2 separate regions of the Mus musculus genome follow, and region 2 is linked to region 1. A link is a contact called in public HiChIP or PLAC-seq data. All regions are on one chromosome and are shown on one strand. The core of a region is the stretch at or near the end of the contact, and the rest is flanking DNA. Distances in the headings are between cores, read along the strand shown.

Region 1 (6,494 bases), core at 1,297-3,796:
GCTAGAGTAAGACCCTGTCTCAAAAACAAAAGCAAAAAAGGAAGGAGAGAATTAATGACAATAGATGATGTAGTTAAAAACAACAACAACAACAACAATAACAAAGAACAAACAGAAAGGATATCATCAAATACATGATACAAGAAAAAAGTTCCCATGTCAGGTCAGGAGGTCAGAAGGTTAGGAGGTCAGGAGGTCATGCCACCAGGGGATTTGGTGCCTCTGTGGGCATCTGCACAAATGTAGCACACACACACACACACACACACACACACACACACACACACACATCCCTTCCACCCTGAGGACCAAGACCTTTAGAGGACACTCGTCAAACACAGCATGCTCTCAGGGAGGGACAATGGGAGTATAGCAGGAATGGTGCCTGTCTTAGTTAGGGTTGTGAACAGACACCATGACCAAGGCAACTCTTATAAAGGACATTTAATTGGGGCTGGCTTACAGGTTCAGAGGTTCAGTCCATTATCATCAGGGCAGGAACATGGCAGTGTCCAGGCAGGCATGGTGCAGGAGGAGCTGAGAGTTCTACATCTTGTTCCAAAGGCAGATAGGAGAGCACTGGCTCCCATGTGGCTAGGAGGAGTGTCTAAAAGTCTACCCTCACAGTGACACACTTTTCCCAACAAAACCACATCTACTCTAACGAGGCCACACCTCCCAAGAGTGCCACTCTCTAGTCAAGCATACCCAAACTGCCACAGCGCCTTTTGTCATCGGCAGGCATTGTGCTGTTTGACTTCTAAACCACATCCATAGTCTTTGATAGAAATTTAATTGTTCAAGCTGGTGATATAGCTCAGTGGTAGAATGCTTGCCTGATGTGTGTGGGAGGCCCTGGCTTGAGCTTTAGCACTGGAGATGAGGGAGAGGAGAGGAGGAAGAAAAAAAGATTAAAACAAAAATTTTTTTAGGGAAGGTGGCTTGAAATGAAACTAGCAGAGTGTTAAAGGGCACCAGCCCAGCCCTTCTCAGGCTTTTTTAAAAAGTCAAAAATTCCCATGGAGGAGGATTTTCAACAGGAGGAACAATGTAAGCTTTTTTAATAATTATATTTGGTTTCTAGTTGTGGTGTGTGATGGTTAGCTTTAAGGGTCAGTGCAACACAACCTAGAATTACCCGGAGAGAGTCTCTGTGAGGGACTGTCTACATCAGATTGGCCTGTGAGTGTGTCTGTGATGGATTGGGAAGACCCAGCCCACCATGGGCAACACCACTCCCTAGGTAGGGGGTCCTGAACTGTTTAAGGGTATAGCTGCGCACAAACTGACCAATGAGCATGTGTATGCTCGTTTCTCTCTGCTCATGACTGTGGCTGTGATGTGAACAGCAGTTTGAGGCTCCTGCCTTACTGTGATGGATCAGAACACAGAACTGTGAGCTAAAATTAACCTTTACTCATCAAGGTTGCTTCTCAGGTTATTTGATCACAGCAACAGAAATAAAACTAGAACGGTGTTCTAGGCATAACCTTCAGAGCAAGAGGCATTGTCAAGAGGAGCAGGGTATGAACCCAGTGGACCATAGTTCTGAAAACAACTCAACTCACTGTGAGCTTCTAGAAGCAGGAGGCTCTGTGGGACAATGATGGTGGAAAGAGACAACACCATGGGTGAAGCTTGACACACCGCTTCTGGTGGCTCCCTTTGGGTCACCCTAAGGAGAGTGGGTTATTATAACAAACTGCCTGAGATCATCAACTTGCAAAGATAGCATTGGGGGTTCCCGTGGGTGACCAGTTGGCCCCATTGATTTGGGAAAGGGACAAGACAGCAAGCACCATGGAGAGAGGATGTATGTGGAGGGAAATGCTCAACTGTGGCCATGAAACAAAACAAAGGAAAGGGACGTGCCCTAGTCGTCTGATAGTGTCTTGATAGCTCCATCCTGGATATCAAATCCGAGTGAGGCATGAAGACCTGCTCTCCATCCCGTAATAAGAGCACCTGAGACTCAGAGTAGCCCAAGTGAGACAATATATATATATATACACATACATAATATATACACATACACACACACACACAGAGAGAGAGAGAGAGAGAGAGAGGTCCGACTCAGCTCAGAATGGTGGTTGCACCACAAGAGCACAAAGACCAGTTTTGGTTTTTTGGTTGGTTGGTTGGTTGGTTTTTGTTTTGTTTTAATGTGGGTCCTTTCCTTCCTTTCCTCACTGACTGAGTCAGGAGGGTCAGGACGGTCAGGAGGGGCAGACTGTGTCTTACACGACTCTCAGGTCTTGTGGTTCCCTCTGCCACCGTCCGTCTGTTTGAAAGCACGCATGGTTTCATCTCTACCTTTTAATCCTATTTTAAAGTTTATAAAGCTCAGGATCCTGCCACAGCTCCCAGCTTGGCCGTGTCTCTGTTGTAAACTTTTTTTGGTCTGGGTTGAGGATGGAAGCTGGACTAGCAGGTGGGAGCTGGAGCCCGTGGTTCTCATTCATCTGTGGTCAGGCCAAAGCTGAATGAAGGCACTTTTCAAAGGGACCACATTATTACTACTGCTATGATTACTTTCTTTCTCACGGTCTGTGACAAACTCACAGAACACGGAGAACACTCCAGGTACAAACCACAGCAGATAACGAAGCGGAGAGCTTGAGGCTTTGTTTGTATGGACGATCTGAATTCATCCTCTTTCCCTCTCCCTCCCTCCCTCCCTCTCCCTCCCTCCCTCTCCCTCCCTCCCTCTTTCCTCTCTCTCACCCTCAGTCCTCCCTCTCCTTCTTTCTTTCCCTCCCCCTCCCTCTTCCCCCTTTGTCTGAGCAATTTTTTTAAGGATTATGTTGATGGTAGGATTATTCTTTAACATTTTCTATATTAAAAAATCTAATAAATGGTACTTTAAAAAAAGCAATATATAACCAAAAGCTATTAGGAGTACCAAGATGAATCCTGCACCATCACTGTCTTAATGAGCTACCCTGACATTATTGCATTGTTTAGTCTTTGTCAAGTCAAGTAGGCAAAGTAGAAACAAAAACATGGAGGAGATGAGTAATATCGTTAATACAGTTGTTTACTAGGTGTGCGTCACACACGGTAACCCACACAGAACACACAATTCCAACCTGTTTCATTTAGCTCTTAAGAACATTAATCCTTCTCCAATTCACAAAAGCCATGTTTCTCCCTTTTAACAGTTGAAAAGTTTAATCCACAGGAGGGCAGAGGGTGGCTCTGCCTCTGTGAGTTTCTGGGACTATGGCTGCAAGAAGCAGGCACTCCACCAATGTTTATCCCTGTCCAAAGATATGCTCTCTTACTGAATGCATCTTAGTTGTGGACTTGATGGGGTTTTAAATCACCATGGAAACAAATCTCCTGGCGTGTCTGTGGAGTCTTACCTAGATTACGTTGTGGTGGGATGATCCACAGTAAAACTAGGATCTCTGGGCTGAAAACTTTGACTGAGCATAAGGGAAGATGTGAGCTGAGCACCAGCAAATATCACTTTCTGCTCCTGACTGTAGACAGTGGGGCCAACTGCTCCACACTCCTGCTGCATGCCTCCTCTGTCATGGTGGGTCTTCACACTCCTGCTGCATGCCTTCCTGGTCATGGCAGGCCTTCACACTCCTGTCATGATGCACTATGCCTTCCCAGTCATGATGGCCCACATTCCTAATGTATGATAAAATAAACTCCTCTTTTCTTAAGTTGGTTAGGTAACTTGTCATAGCAGTGAGAAAATTAACAAATTCAGCATCCAATTACAGAGTTTAAGCAGTTTGGAAAATGCAGGACGTTCACCTCCAAATAGTTAAAACCAATGTTAACAGCATTTACAACTTTGTGGTGTTTTCTGTAGAATTTTACAAGTTGTTCCAAAATTAACCAAAAAAATATACATACAACATGTGCGCGTGCACAGAGGTTTAGAGAGATGGTTAAACAGTTAAGAGCAGGGGGTGGTCTTCCAGAGGACCCAGGTTCAATTCCAAGCACCCACATAGCGGCTCACAACCATCCTCCAGGTCTAGGCGATCTGATACCCTTTTCTGGCCTCCAAGGCCACCGTACTCTAACAGGATGCACAGACATGCTAGCCAGCAAATCACCCGCACATATAAAATAGCAGAATAAAATGTTATTTATTGTGTGTGCTTGAGCATGTATTGATGCATGCATCACACCATGGCAAACACGTGGACGTTGAGGGACAACTTTTGGGTGTCCACTGTCTCAGTCACCACATGGGTCAAAGGGATGGAAGCCAGCCAGGCAGTCTCAGCAGTGAGTGCGCTACACAGCTCCACCTGGCTGGCCCCATCTGGATTCCCTCTAAGATTTATAATTTCATAAACTTAGAGAACGTGTTTTTTTATGAGTGTGTATCTGCATGAGTGGGCAGGCATGCCGTGTGCCATGTGCCGTGTGTGGAGGTCATAGGACAATTCGGTTTTCTTTCCCTTTCACTGTGTGGACCTTGGTCTTGAACTCAGATCCTCAAGCCTTTTGGGGTACATTCCTTTACCCACTGAGCCATTTCACTGGCGCAAGAGATATTTTAAATGGTGAGATAATAGTACCCCAAAGACAGCCAAATGAACAGAACTAAGTAAAACCCAGAGAATCTTGCCCACTGAGTCATTGGTCTAAATAAGATATGATGTAAACTGTTTGCAGAAAGAAATGTTATTTGACAGACAGCCGTGGAATGATCGCCTCTAGACTGGGAAGAAAACTATATCCTTATCTCACACTCTCCAATAGATAGAAGTCCCAAAAGCAAAAAATAAAGGGATGGGCTGTCAAGATGGTTTAGAAGGTAAGGTGTTTGCTGCCAAGCTTGATGGCCTGGGTTCAAACCTCAAACCCACATGAGTAAGGAGAAAACTCACTCCTACCAGCTGTAGTTCTCTGACCTCTACATATGTGCTGTGACACAGGCAGACACACACACACACACACACACACACACACAAAATTCAATAAAAAAAATAATTTTAAAATTAGCACAATTGTATTAGAAGAAGTCAAGGAGATTTTGTTATCACTTTGGTGTCAGGGGTCTGAGTGGTCACTCTGGGGTTAGGGAACTGTGTGGTCACCCTGGGGTTAAGGGACAAGAGGCAAACCAAGCAGCTCAAAGCCAAGTGAACTTTACCTAAACCTATGGCAATGTGCTGCAAGTACTGACCACCTAGCTACGAGCTAAGGGATTAAGATCAGGAAACCACCATGTTTCAGAGACTGGGGCTGGAGCTATGGCTCGGTGATGAAGAACAGGCACTGCTCTTTCAGGGGAGCTGAGTTCAGCTCCCAACACTCATGTCACATGGCTCCCAACCTGCTGTGCCTCCAGTTCCGGGAGATCTGAGGCCCTCTTCTGGATTTTACACACACACACACACACACACACACACACACAGGGAGAGAGAGAGAGAGAGAGAGAGAGAGAGAGAGAGAGAGAGAGAGAGAGAGAGAATAACAATTCTTCTAAGCCTTAGTGATCATTATTATCTAGGCTATGGCTAAGGTCTAAGTCAGGTGTGGCTAAATCAGCACCTTCCTGACCATCACGATTTCAAATCCCAGTTCTGGTTTTGAGGAGCCACTGCTCAGGCCTGCACCAGAGCCACTCTGCTTCTGACTAGTAATGCCTGGAAGCATCATGGTGTGCCATGTCCACACGTTTCTGCACATTTAGCCATTTTTCAGAGTTTCGGTTTTTTATCTTTTTATTTTTTGTGTGATTTTCCTATTTCACTAGTTCTTATTGTGTAGATTTAAACCATCCAATTAATTTTTAAAATAGAAACAATAAACAAGAATTTCTTTAAAATCTGTAAGAAGAACCGGTGGTGAGTTGGACCAGCAAGTAGAGGTGTTTACCACCAGAGAACAAGGCAGGACAGTGAGGGTGGGCAGGGAGAGAGGGCAAGAACAAGGGTGAAAGGTGGGAGGGAAGGGGCACAGCTAACCACAGAGAAGAGAATGGGGTGTGTGGCAGTCAGAGTGAGGACACTGCTTCATCTCACTGCATGACTAGTTACAAAATAATTTTGCAGAGGTAATTGTCCTCTTGAAATTTTCTCTAAAATATTCATTCACTCATTCAGTGTGTGTATGTGAGTGTTTGTGTATATGTGTATGTGTGTGTATATGTATGTATGTATGATGTATGTATGTATGATGTATGTATGTGTGAGAGTATGTGTGTGTGTCTGTGCCATCACACACCACATGTGGCTATCAGAGAGCAACACAATGTGGGCCCCAGGGATTGAACTCAGGTCATTAGGCTTGGCACCAAGCACCTTTGCCCACTGAACCATCTCACTGGCCCTCATTAGCAATTATTCTTAAGAGCTAATGCATCCAGTGCCCGGGGACGGGAGCAGTAGGTTCATCCACGATCAGAGGGATATAGAGTGCAACTAAAACTGCCTGGGCTGGCACTGCTACTCTGAGAGGCTTTGGGCAAGGCTGGCATGGTCAAGTGCATGCTCTGCAGCCTGCCAGCTCCC
Region 2 (5,960 bases), core at 108-2,607, 570 kb after region 1:
TACTCCCCCTCTGTATTATGAGCTTCCTTTGAGCCAACATTAAATCTCACTTTTCATCTCAAGGACTTAGTTCTAGGTCTTATCTCTAATAAGTGTCCAGTGAATGTTAGAGAAATGACACGTGTGAAAAAGATACTTTTGTCTTTTTAACAAGTGTTAGGGATGCTCAGCATATCCTGGACTGAGGGTAGAGAACAGCAGGGTTGATGTGCTGGCTGGGCCATACTGTCTGGTTACATGTCCCTTCCTGCAGCACTCACTTGCCTTTATGGTTTTGTTTTCAGTGACAATGTCAGTGCCTACTGCCTGCATATTGCTGAGGATGATGGGGAGGTCGACACGGATTTTCCGCCACTGGATTCCAATGAGCCCATTCATAAGTTTGGCTTCAGTACTTTGGCCCTGGTTGAAAAATACTCCTCTCCTGGTCTGACCTCCAAAGAGTCGCTCTTTGTTCGAATGTGAGTACTTCCTTGGTGTGTCACCTGACCTTCTAGCCTTGTTTATCAGGGGAATTATGTGTGTTACCTGGAACATCTGCTCACCTGGTTACTTGCAGAACAATTTGGGAACATGTGCATTGCTGTTTTGTGCTTCTGTACCTAGGACATGTGCAGGACATGTGCAGCCTGTGATAGATCTGGGAACAGCATGTCTACAGATGTCACCTCTGTGAGCAGTGGTGACTAGGAGCCTGGGAAGGAGTATCTGGGTTTGCCCCTTTCTAATCAAGGACACCAGCCTAAATGAAAATGCATATTGTGGCCATTTTTCTATTGTGACTTAAAATACTTTTCTCTCCAACTGGTTCAGACTCTCTTTGTTTTTCCTCTGTTGCCTTCCATTAGACTCTGCCTGCTCTGTGCTTCTGTCAATCTGGGAAAGCCTTAAAACATCATTCTCAGAAAAGTATGTGTACGTACATAAAATAAAATTCATTGGAATATAAAAAGACTCTCTTATATTGAAAATCAACAGATCATTAAATAACTCTATATGTAATGTTATATCTACCTTTATTAATAGATTGCCTAACAAGACCCAAGAGGGGTTCCAACCATCGCTCTTAAAGCCTGTTGATTCAGAGCAGCAATGAGTCTAAGTATTGCTGCCTCAGGAGTCTGCACTATTTGTAGCAGACAGTGGTGTTGCTAAGATGTCTGCGCATCATCTGCAGCAGCAGCTCATTCAGCTCTGAATTGTTGCTTCCACTTTCCATTGAGGAATGCTAAGGCCTGCAGGTGGGACCCGTGCAGCTGCGGGTGAGCCTAACCTAAGTGAGGCTAACCTACACCTCTAATCTCCCTCTCCTGGCTATCTCCTGGGATTAATAGTGATCCCTTTGGCACCCCCTGCTGTTTGAAACCAGCAAACTCTCGTAGTCCTCATGAGAGATTGCGCTGAAGGAGCTCCTCCTGTCCCTTTCAGACAGACTCCTTTGTCTGAGACTTAGGAAGATTGGATTGTGCAGCATGCGATGTGTGAGAATTCTAGGTCTTTCTCCCCTTGAGCAGGAATAGACTCAGGTGCCAGGGGTGAGCTGGGAGCAGCCTCTCCAGCCTCACCAGTGGCTGCCTCATGTCTGCTCTCAAGTCAGATTTGATCTACAAAAGAGCATTATTTTCCCTCCCATTTTCATTTCTGAGGTGCAAAAACAACAGCTTTACAGAACACCTAGAATAATTTTAAATTACATAGTTTTTAAAATAATTTAAAAGTTATGAAGTGATTCTGCCTTCCTAATAAAACTGAGATAACCCTCACATGGACCCATGCATACATACACAGGTGAAACCAGAGGCCAGTACCTTTTTCAGTTGCTTTTCCACCTTAGGCTTAGACAATATCTCAAAAAACCTGGCCCTTAAAATTTTTTGTCTAGGTAGGCTGGCCAGAGAGCTCTCAGGATCTGCCTGTGTTGGTCCATGTCCTCACCCCCACCCCAGATGTGCACCACTGTGTCCAGCGGCAGGCATTTCACACATGGAACAGCTCCTCAGGCTGTCTGATTCCTGTAACCATTTCCAAGGATATAGCAATTACAATTTCATTTGTGTGTTACATTATATTTGCCTAACACTGTAATAGTGTTACGTGTTTCAATACTCTTAATTCCTGTAATCTATAGTTACTTTGTGCCAGAAATCTAGATGGAGACATCTTCTAGGCAGAGAAAAATCTTATTTTCTCATGAAGATCACTACCTAATAAGAACACAGTTGTTAAAAAAACGAAAAACAACAAGACCAAAACCATAAATGTGTTAAGCACCTAAGCATGAACACATGAGGTGCACAGAGTACTGGGCTATCTGCTGGGTTTGGATTTTCTTAAGTAACGACAGTCTTCTGGATTCCTGTGTCCTGTTGAAGTACTTCTTAGGGTCATTGCCTTTAAGTAAGCAGGGTTGTTAGTCAGTGCGTACAAATTAATATTTGTGCTGAGACCTGAACTCAGGACAATATGTGAGGTGAGTGTTCCACTACTGACTTATTCCTCAGCCCAAATTCTGACTTCATTTTCAAGCAGCCTTCTGAAAGATGTACCAACTTAGAAGAAAAGCATCAAGAAACTGCCTTTTTTCTCAGGTGTCTGATGAAATAGTGCAGACTATTTACTCTGTGTGTGTATTGGGCTGAGTGGCCTCCCACCTGCCTATCTGGTCCACATTCTAAGCCTGGGAGACCTTTAGTTAGGAGTCTTCAGAGACATGTCTTGTTTGTGTCAGCAAAGGGAGAAGAGCTTAGCTCCTCCTTTTTGTTTCCTTCCTTTCTTCCTCCCACCTCTGTCTCCTCTAGCAGGAAAAACCCTGAGCTGAAGGTGTTAGGAAAATAGGCTTGACAGTAAGTAGTAAACTAAGGAGCCAACTGTGAAAACTGCCTTTTTTTTTTTTCTTTGAGACAGGGTTTCTCTGTGTAGCCCTGGCTGTCCTGGAACTCACTCTGTAGACCAGGCTGGCCTCGAACTCAGAAATTCGACTGCCTCTGCCTCCCGAGTGCTGGGATTAAAGGCGTGCCCCTGTTTTTATTATGATCAATGTGGAGCTGTGAGAACCAAGGCTGCACAACACTGTTCCCAAGCCTACACGTGACTCTATGTCATATGAAGGGTGATGGTCAGGGAGGGCTACTGGTGTGGTCTTACCTGTCAGGGAGATCCCATTCTTTGAGGGCTGACCTTCAAGCCACTACTCAATTCAGGAAAGGTCATCAAGGCCTTGGAGCCAGTCTGCTCCCAGCCTGACCTTGTCCTTACTGATGTGTTTGATCCTGGTGGATTCCATAAGTTTTTCTGGCTTAGTTACATGGTGATAAATGCTATCAACCTTGCAGGTCAGTAGTAGGTATTAGATAGAAAGCTTGGAACTATGTCTGGTGTGGGTAAGCGTTACCTTTTGTGCTAGCTGCTGTTCCTGTTGTGATTTATTAAAACAGCCCTTAGAGAGGGAGAGCTGGATCCTCTGGACCTCTGGCACCTACACAGCCCCTAGATTGTTCTTGAATTGCTAAGTTTGCTTCAGTACATTTTTCTGCCTCCCTGTCCCCTAGTTAGTATTTTACTGCCTGAAAAGGCCTAATGGAAGTAATTGTCACTGGATGTGGGCAGGTGGTGGACAGACATTGAGGCATGGTAGAATTTCTAATTAGAGTTTGTAGGAGTAGACTTCCTTGGAGATGGCTAAGAAACATCATGGGAGAGAGACACATAGACAGCAAGAGCCAGAATACCAGACTGAAACAATAGCAGTATCATTAGATAGGATAATGCAAAAGGCAAGACCTTGTATAAGCTCCCTGAAGGCTGGACAGAAAAGTAAGTTTCTGTGCCCTCAGCACCCAGTGGAGAACTTTGTGGAGAAGCTATAGGTGAGTCTTCAGGTCTGGGGCTGCCAGTGGGACCGGTGGCAAGCACTGTGTCCTATCTTGCGTAGCCTTCACGACTGTACTGCACTTTGAGTACAGGAAGCTCACTTTTACCTCCCAATGAGATCAAGCACAGGCTGTGAACCTTGGCGGACTTGGGTTCAAGTCTTACTAGCAACTTGCCGTGTGACCTTGGCAATTTTGCTTATCTTATTTTATCTCCTATTAACTCCAGATAACAGAAATAATCTTAAACATAAGTACAAAATTTTCATAAACTTAGGCTCATTGTTCAGCCTTACTTTCTCCAAATTGGTTTTTAATATAGGACTACTTGAATACATACAAATATAAAACTTTGGCTATAAAATTCTATAATGTATTAGCTATAAATTTCTCATTTTTATAAACCTAAAGTATGTCATTAAATACAAGTAAACGATAGTATGGTGATTTGAATATGCTTGGCCCAGGGAGTGGCACTACTGGGAGATGTGGCCTTTTTGGAGGAGGTGTGTCACTGTGGAGTCAGGGCTTTGAGGTAAATTTTACAATCTTGATACCAGTTTTTTGCTAAAAATAAATTGACGTTGGGTTTAGTGAGAGTTTAATTGTTTTACTTGTCAACTTGACTCTTGATTTTTCACTTTCATGGAAATGTCATTGCCATATTATTTTCCTTTTAAAGAATGAATGGGATTTTTAATTACCAGCACATTGTTTTAATTGATTTATAATGTAGTCTTCAAATGTAAGTATTCTCTACTAGAAAATTCTTATTTGCTTTGTCCCATCATACTTGTTGCTACTGTTTTGCCCAGGACTTTTCTATTGTAAAACTGAAACTTCTGTATCCAGAGCAGAGCTGGTCCTCTGGTCACCTTCTCCCATCCCATAAGCCAGGGTAGCTATGGTTCCTGCTTTTGCTGATTGGGCTGCAAAAAAGGTGGGCCCTCCTCCTGAGTGATACCTGGGCACCCATGATTCCAACACCAAAGGATGCACCTTTTTTAGGGGTCAGCCGGCTCCAGTAAAGTACCTTGTGTGCTCTGTGTTCTCACACCATCTTTCTGTTTAGCAAAGTTTGCATAATGAATTTGACCTTTCTTCTCCATTAGTGTTAAATAGCTCTAGCTGCTGCAATGTGAAGCCCCCACATCTCACCAGCTTATCCCAAACATTGCCAGACCTCCTGTGAAGGCTATGTGTCGTGTGGTTTTCGTAGCAATGCTCCATTAGGGTATTGGTTGCCATAGGCATTGCAGAGGTAGTAGGCATGGCTAGGGTTTGTTTGTCAGCCGCTGCTTCTTTCTAACAGGCTGCTTTTCTTTTACTTCTGTCCAATGAGGGCCAGCTGGGTGGAGTGAGAAAGCCATGGAATGAGAATTGGTGATGATCTAAGCATATGCTTATTTATAATATATATATATATATATACACAGAGATAATATATATATATACACAGAGATAATATATATATACACACAGAGATATATATACATATATGTATATAGTGTGTGTAGAGTGATATGAACATATTTATACATTAATTTTTCTTTTAATCTAACCACATATAGGTCTCCATATACATATATATGATTCTTGTATGTGTCTATGATTTTCACTGAGCTAAAATAAAAATCTTCTTTTTTTCTTGAGACAGGGTTTCTCTGTATAGCTCTGGCTATTCTGGAACTCACTTTGTAGACCAGGCTGGCCTTGAACTCAGAAATTCGACTGCCTCTGCCTCCTGAGTGCTGGGACTAAAGGCATGTGCTACCACACCCAGCTAAAATAAAATTCTTAACTTTTAAAACTCAGCTTATAAATTTAATAGTTACTCCTGGAAGGAGGGGCCTATGAACCTAAGAAAATGATACTATGCAGATTAATATTAGGTGGAAGAGAGATTTAATTTTAAGTTCCTTTCATTTTATTCTGCATAAATTATGAATTATTAGATTTTATAATTATTTACATTCTATTTTTATCATTTTCTTCCCTCATCAGACAGAAATGAAAAGAAATAAACCTATTGAGTAAACCAGAGATTATCAGTAGTAAAATAGACTTCATTTATTTGAAGAAAAAAAAAAA

What was found. HiChIP or PLAC-seq counts read pairs in DNA pulled down with a chosen protein or histone mark.
Region 2: an H3K27ac HiChIP or PLAC-seq map of T-cell acute lymphoblastic leukemia shows a contact between it and region 1, with 11 times the contacts expected there. The contact joins two enhancer-like sites. A contact is called at or near these places in 1 of 15 datasets of contacts at CTCF or cohesin (large pre-B cells) and 1 of 115 datasets of contacts at active chromatin or transcription factors (T-cell acute lymphoblastic leukemia).

Annotation. Positions count from the first base shown.
Region 1 is chr2:33,943,820-33,950,313 of GRCm38.p6, forward strand. The region is part of intron 1 of Gm39793 (a long non-coding RNA gene); the gene reads right to left. All of the region lies in intron 1 of Gm13404 (a long non-coding RNA gene), which reads left to right. Among named protein-coding and RNA genes, the nearest start is that of Gm13404, 4.8 kb to the left of the region's middle. Within about 2 kb of position 2,547, at least 3 of the 459 cell types and tissues checked have an H3K27ac peak or open chromatin away from gene starts, as enhancers often do. A contact at or near this core is called in T-cell acute lymphoblastic leukemia, where this site is marked.
Region 2 is chr2:34,518,389-34,524,348 of GRCm38.p6, forward strand. Mapkap1 (mitogen-activated protein kinase associated protein 1) reads left to right here. Exons shown (of 12, transcript NM_177345.4): 6 at 285-461. Among named protein-coding and RNA genes, the nearest start is that of Gm34178, 54 kb to the right of the region's middle. Within about 2 kb of position 1,358, at least 8 of the 459 cell types and tissues checked have an H3K27ac peak or open chromatin away from gene starts, as enhancers often do. A contact at or near this core is called in T-cell acute lymphoblastic leukemia, where this site is marked.